2 separate regions of the Macaca mulatta genome follow, and region 2 is linked to region 1. A link is a contact called in public Hi-C data. All regions are on one chromosome and are shown on one strand. The core of a region is the stretch at or near the end of the contact, and the rest is flanking DNA. Distances in the headings are between cores, read along the strand shown.

Region 1 (3,520 bases), core at 497-2,996:
ATTATTTTAGAATTTAAAAAATCCAGAATTTAACCCTTATGTTATTCATAGTTAAGAAAGATTATTATAAACTGCCTCAACCTTTTTGAAATAAAGCAGGAAGAAAGGTAAGTGCATTGGTTAAAGACAAGTAAAAAAGTAATTTTTTTCTGTAGATAATATATTCATTAGTTTAATGTAGTTAATTTTAATTAATAATTTAAGAATTAAAAAGGTACTTTGGAGTCATGTATTTTCTGTGACTAAAGTCAGATACAATAATGAATAATAATAAAAAAGTGACCTAATCTAACATCCTTAAATAGTGGAGGGAACTTAAGCTAGAATTCAGGTCTCCTGACTTTCAGGTGAGGAGTCTTACTCTCCTATTTTCTAGTTATCTAGGTAAAACAACTGCATTCCAAGGCACAACAAATCCATACTACGGTATTCTCCAACTGTCACTATTCTTAAATCATAAATCCTGCCTGCTTACCAGTTTAAAAAAAAAAAGCCAATGGTATTAAAATGTAACACAAATCTCGGCTTCGATACTTTATCTAAGATCACTTTCTCAAAGACATACTTTCTAAAATGTTTGGAAAATGAAACAAAATTCTCCTCTCCTCATCCAACTAATGCTCAATTCTAACCACACTTCTGCTTTCCCTAGAGCTTAACTAATTTCACTGAGAGTATTTTCTCTGGAAGTTCTTAACTGTACTTGTGGGCCCCTTTTATTCTTCCTTAAACTTTTAACGTCTTTCAGGCTGTAAATTCCTTAAGGGCGCCTAGCCCCCAAAAAAGTGCTGCATATTTGTTCAATAAATGAATGCACATAAAAACAATGGGTAACTATGACCTTTAATGTAGGAGCTCAAGCTATTTTACTATTATCTGAGTTGACAGTCAAGAAAATTATCCCAACTTGCCAGAGGTATCCATTACTGTGATAAACAGGCACTATAAAACGCTTTATAAAGTTTCTAAAGACTTTATAATCACTTGAAATAACGCCGCGTTGGCCGAGAGTAGGGTGAAAGAAAATGTTTCCTCACACTAAGCAAATGCTACCCCAGGAAAAGCTTTCTTTCCTGAAGAGAATTGAAACAGAAGGCAAATATCCACACTCTCCACTGCTCCCTTCTGGGAACTCTCCTTGAAGGTTCCTGCAGAAAACGAACGGGCTTCTAAGGAAGCTCGCCTGAAGGCCGGGCCGGGGCTCCAGCTCCAGGCTGACCACTGGCGCAGCGGACACCGCAGGGCGGGGTCCCGGGAGCGGCGAGCTGGCGGGGCGGGCTCCGACATCCTGACCTTCCCCACACGCCCGGCGACCCCGTCTCCCGCTGGCGGGCAGAGTCCATGCCTACCTGTTGTGCACAGGTGAAGCCAGACTTTCCCGTAGCCCAGGAGGAAGGACGGACGGCGCCGTTCATCAGCCGACCCCGTGCCCCAATCAGCCCCTCCTTGGCGGACTCCAGCCCTTAGGGTCAAGACACCTGGCCCCTCGACCGGTTCTCCCACCGGCTTCTTTCGCGATCACATCGCTGCCGCGACCACCCTCGGGATCCCCGAGAGCTCAACTCACATTGCGGCCCCGGTCCGTCCTCCCTCCCAGCCAACAGGCAGCCCAGACAGCTCCCTCGCGCCCGGAGGTGTCAACGCTCTCCGGATTCCCGACTGCCTGCCTTTGGGGGGTCCTCCTGAGCTCAGCGCCCGTCCCGGTCCCGCAACGCTACCGCCTGCTCTGCTAACTCTAGCAGAATCTGGAATTGCCGGCGGCGGCGACAGCGAGGCAGTGAAGTGGGCGGGGCGCGCGCGGGGCGTGCCCGGAAAGCTCGCAGCCGCGAGTACGGCGGGAGCTAGCGATTGGGAGCGCGCCCTGCGCCGCGCCGCTGGTCCAAGGCCCCACCAGCTGGCCGCCGAGCCATCGAGCGCCCACTCTGGCAGGCGTGACTGCTTCACCGTCGAAAAAGCGATGGAGACTGCGGCCCAAGTTAGGATTAGGACAGCGGTTTTTCAGTCCGGAGATCCGGCCACAACTATTTTTGTCTGTTTTTATAGCAAGCCAGAGTCTTCGGGTGCAGCTCTGGGACATCTAAAGGGCCTGGAGAAATTCAGGCGGGGCCAGTGCCGTGGGTGTAGATGTTAGGCGTGGAAGAGATCCTAGAGAGCCTTGACTCTGAGGACTGAGGTAAAGTGACTTGCTCAAGGTCACATACTAAGTCAGTGGCAGAACTGAGACTAACAACCTCTTACCTCGAGTCATGTGCGTTTTCCCACTACACCCAGCGTTTTAAATGTCATTTTTCAAGTTTCATTTTGAATCAATCTCCAGCTTACAAAAAGGTTGCAAGTATAGTACAAAGAACATTTTTTTTCTTGAATTGAGATTAAATTGCTGACACCATACCACATTGTCCCTAAGCACCTTCTACATAATCACAATATAACCATCAAAATCAAAACATTTACGTAACTCAGCGTTTTACCAATTTTGTCCCAATAATGTTGTTTATGGTAAAAGATTCCGTTCGGAATCAAGCATAGTATTTACTTATGTATCTCCTACTCTTCAAACTGGAACTCTCAGTCTTGTTTTGCCTTTCATATTCTTGACACTTTTAAAGATTCCTGGCCAGTTATTTTTGTAGAATGGCCTTCACTTTGGGTCTGTCTGATATTTACTCGTGATTACATTCAGCTAGGTATGACAGGACTTCAGAAGTCTTGCTGCTTTCTTCTCATGGCATCCTATCAGGTGGCACGATTTAACTTCTCTCATTACAGATGTTTACTTTAATAAGGTGATGTCTGTTAGGCTTCTCCAGTGTGGTTACTTTTTTCCCCCCTTTGTAAATTAATAAGTATTTTGTGAGGGAGACTCTGAAACTCTTTCAAGATATTTGTAGATATCTTGTTTCTTATCTTCAATTAATGTATTTATATTAATTAGTATGGATCCAGAGGTTTCTATTTTGTTAAATGACTTATAATCTGTTTCTTTCTCTCTTTTCTCTCTTTTTTTTTTCTTGAGACAGGGCCTCCTTTGTTGCCCAGGCTGGAGTGCAGTGGCTATTCATAGGTCGATAATGCAATAATGGTGCACACTACAGTCTTGAACTTCTGGGCTCATGTGATCCTTCTGCCTCAGCCTCCCAAGTAAGTAGCTAGGACTACAGGCATGCACACCACCACACCCAGCCAATATTCTGTCTCTATCATTATTTATTTTGATGCTCAATTATCCCAAGTTTGGTGGGTAGGGGCCCCATTCATTCTAGCTTCTGTGATGTGTGTGTGTGTGTGTTCAATTTTTTTTTTTTTAAGACAAGAAGACAAGGTCTCACATTCATTCTAGCTTCTGTGTTGTGTGTGTGTGTTTATGTGATTATTTATTTATTTATTTATTTATTTTGAGACAAGAAGACAAGGTCTCACTCTGTCACCCAGGCTGGAGTGCAGTAGTCTGATCATGGCTCACTGCAGGCTCAACCTCCTAGGCTCCCAGGTGATTCTCCCACCTCAGCCACTCAAGTAG
Region 2 (3,520 bases), core at 361-2,860, 36 kb after region 1:
AGATAGGATGGCAAAATACAATAATAAAATTTCAAATAAGGATATCAAGACCTCACAAAAAATCATGACAAAAAGAAGAAATAAGAAAAGTGAATTTCTGGGAGAGAGATAAGAATACAGAGATTTCTATGCTTATATTTCCAAATTAGCACAGGGCAACAGATTCTGATTTTAGAATAATCACCCACATATCAAATAGTTCACTGGTACTATTTAAAATAATAAGTAGGCCGGGCGCGGTGGCTCAGGCCTGTAATCCCAGCACTTTGGGAGGCTGAGGCAAATGGATCACCTGAGGTCAGTTCTAGACAAGCCTGGCCAAAATGGCGAAACCCCGTCTCTACTAAAAATACAAAAATCAGCCGGGCGTGGTACCTTGCTCCTGTTGTCCCAGCTACTCGGGAGGCTGAGGAAGGAAAATTGCTTGAACTTGGGAGGCGCAGGTTGCAGTGAGCCGAGATCGTGCCACTGCACTCCAGCCTGGGCGACAGATCAAGACTTCATCTCAAAAAATAAATAAATAAATAAAAAATATATAAAATAACTAACATTGTTTTAATTAATGCTAGATCTGGGACCGAATTCAGCAGAAAAGATGAGCGAATGAGATTTTGCTACACTGAAGTTTCTGAGTGTCTACAAAAGTCTTAATTACGAACTAATTTTTTTCTTACATTTCAACGTACTTCAAAACTACGTCAGAGGCCTTAAAGAAAATTTTATTTGTTTTTGTATGCAGTGGGGGCAGGCTGTCTTAAAAAGGAAAGTATGTATGAAAGTATAAGGAACTCATAGTGACATAAATGTTTTAAATTCTTTGGAGAAATGTGTTTGATAACAATGCAACATTGTTATAAAAGTAGTGGTCTTTGTTTTCTCAGTTGGAAATAGGTCAAAATTTTTAAAAGGCTTCTTGAAAAACAGTTGTTTCTTAGGAAATCTCATGTCTTTGCTAAGACCAAGTCAACATAAGGGGGAATTCAACGCGATCTGAGGCGTAAGTTAAAGCAGATCATGAACTCTTGCAGCAAACCTGACCTACAAGCTTGCCCTCGACCAGCATAGGCCACGAGCTACAAGGGGTCTGAGACAGTAAGGCCCGAAGTCCACCGAACTCAGTTTCAAATCCCCGTGGTCCCCGCAAAAAGGGAGACGCGCTCTTCCGCTCGGGGGCTACAACTGGCGCTGGGGAACGGTGATGCAGGACCGAAAAGACAAGCGCAGCCAGGCAGGCCACTGCGGCCAGCGTCAAGCTGACCGGGTATCCCCGCGGCCGGACCGCCGGTCTCAGAGAGAGTCACAGAGCAGACGGGTCACCGAGATAACGCGGAAAAAACCGCCCCGCATGCCGGAGGATAACGAGAGCTGCCGGGCTGACGTTACCTCTACCCACTGGGCCGCGGCGTCCCCTTCGGCTGGGCGAATTTGCAGCCGGGCGTGCAGGCACTGCTGCAGGAGCGCCCGGGCCTGAAGCATCCGGCTAGTCTCAGCCATGGCTTAGGCCCGCGCCGCGGCCGGACGCTTACTGGGCCGCGTGTCGCAGGCCCCTTCCTCGACGCGCAGGCGGCGCAGACGGGGCGGGGCACGACGAAGGGACTGCCCCGATCGCCCAGTGGCCCCGCCCTTCTAGGGGCGGGGGCTCGGCCCGACTCTCGGATGTCCCGGATGTGCGATCTTGGAGGGCGGCGTAGCGCTAAGCTGCTCCGCAGCTCCTGCCCAACTCTGCAAAAGGCGCTCAGTGTATACTTTTATTAAACGACTGAAAAGACTCGTTAGATCTCTTTCCTACAAACCTTTTAAGAAACATTTTTCACCTCAGAAAGCTTAGATTCCAACTGTTGAAAAATTTTAAATCTGCTTGATTTAAATTCATGTTATGCCCATATGAAAGTGAGTAAACAAATAATTGAATCAAAGAGCAAGCGGAGATGGAACTAAAAGCTATATATACATCCTTCACAATTTTCCTTATTCCAATCAATAAAACAATGCTGCCTTCTCTATCGGGAATGCTATAAATCATTCTGATTCCACAGTTGTGAAAAGGTATTGGTATGCTATATGAATACACATTCTTTAGGAGATATCCTTGTTAAAAATGTTCTTATCCAAGAAAGTGTGATTGTTAATAACTTAGCCCGCTACTAATACAAAAATGAAACAGTTTATTCTGATGCATATGATGTAAATTCTGTGATGCGTTTTCTGGAAGTACATATGAGAATGTAAATAAAACTAAACAAGGGCTTGATTTTCTTTCCCATGTAACGTATTCCTTAAACATGCATCAGATTAGCATTTATTTTTCTATGGGCTTGGATGGTCTAGATGAGGAATAATAGTGTTACCCTGATTGCATTACCCAGGTCATTGATTTGGGCCAGTTGACACAATGTGCCTATACATTCGGATCTGTTGTTTAAAAAGATGACATCACTGACAGTGTTGCTATCCATACAAAGTAGTGTGACTGAAGAAAATAATCCATGTATAATCAACAGTCCTTTGTACACAAAATCGAAGCTGCTTGTTTGCTGGTTATCTTGCAGCCAGGTTTACGCTTTTAGTAAAAACAGAAAGCAAAATGTCACATGATCTCTGATTGCTGCATTGCAAGGATTCCAACATTTGTTGACATTTGTCTGCAAAGCACAGACAAGTTGAATTGCTTCACGTTTGCACCTTTATGTCATTATAACTACTGAGTCTCTTTTCTCTCCGTCTCTCAGATTCAGATTTTACAGGCCTGAAAGAAACTTTGACATACAGACCATTAACTACGTCCCAAAATAAGAGAAGACTTTGGTGTCCGTTTGTATGTGGTTGCAGGAAATAGGGAGGTCTATTGAAAATAGGGTATATGGTTCACAGAGATCTTTCTACAGTGAGGGTGTCTTTAACAAATTGGGAAACCCTTCCTATGAGTAGAATAGATGGAGTATGGATGGTAATGATTAGCTTCTAAAAAATCACTAATTACTTTAAACCTTCCTATTGAGTGAGGATCTCGTGGACATTGCTGTAGGTACAGTAATAGGCTGTGACTCATTTATTTTTTACTTCTATTTGCAGAAGGTAATAGAGAGTAGCCACCAAAGACAGCATTTTCTTTCTGTATGTTATTTTTTGAACACTTAGTTTCATTCTACAAATAATTTAAGAAGGAAGGACATGCATGCAATAAAATAGTAAAATGTGAATTAAAGCATTAAGAATAAAGAAATTAGAATTATGTCAGTAAGCCACAATGGGGGAAATTGAAAACAGGTAAGGCAGTGGTTCTCGCCTAGAGTGCTGAGATGATATAGTATGCAGCAAAGTTTTCACAAATATATAACTTCAATTTTTGTTATAAAACAATTATGTTCATTGTATGTACATATGAGGTGCTGTAGTTTGTACAATTTGTTTCAAGTTGGAACTAAAGGCAAAGCATAGCATTAAGTTGGCTTTACAAGAAGATGGTGGTTCACTGGAATGTAAGAGAGCTCTGCCTTGTGATTGTATGAGAAATCATTGA

Evidence for each region. Hi-C and Micro-C count contacts between places; a contact is called where the count stands out from the background.
Region 2: a Hi-C map of cortical neurons shows a contact between it and region 1, with 7 times the contacts expected there. The contact joins the promoter of DTD2 here to the promoter of HEATR5A in region 1. A contact is called at or near these places in 3 of 14 Hi-C or Micro-C datasets (CD4 T cells, cortical neurons and fetal cortical plate).

What each region holds. Positions count from the first base shown.
Region 1 is chr7:104,536,934-104,540,453 of T2T-MMU8v2.0, forward strand. It overlaps HEATR5A (HEAT repeat containing 5A), which reads right to left and starts at 1,747. Exons shown (of 37, transcript XM_077940876.1): 1 at 1,568-1,747.
Region 2 is chr7:104,573,404-104,576,923 of T2T-MMU8v2.0, forward strand. DTD2 (D-aminoacyl-tRNA deacylase 2) reads right to left here and starts at 1,611. Exons shown (of 3, transcript NM_001194671.1): 1 at 1,384-1,611. The coding sequence starts at 1,494.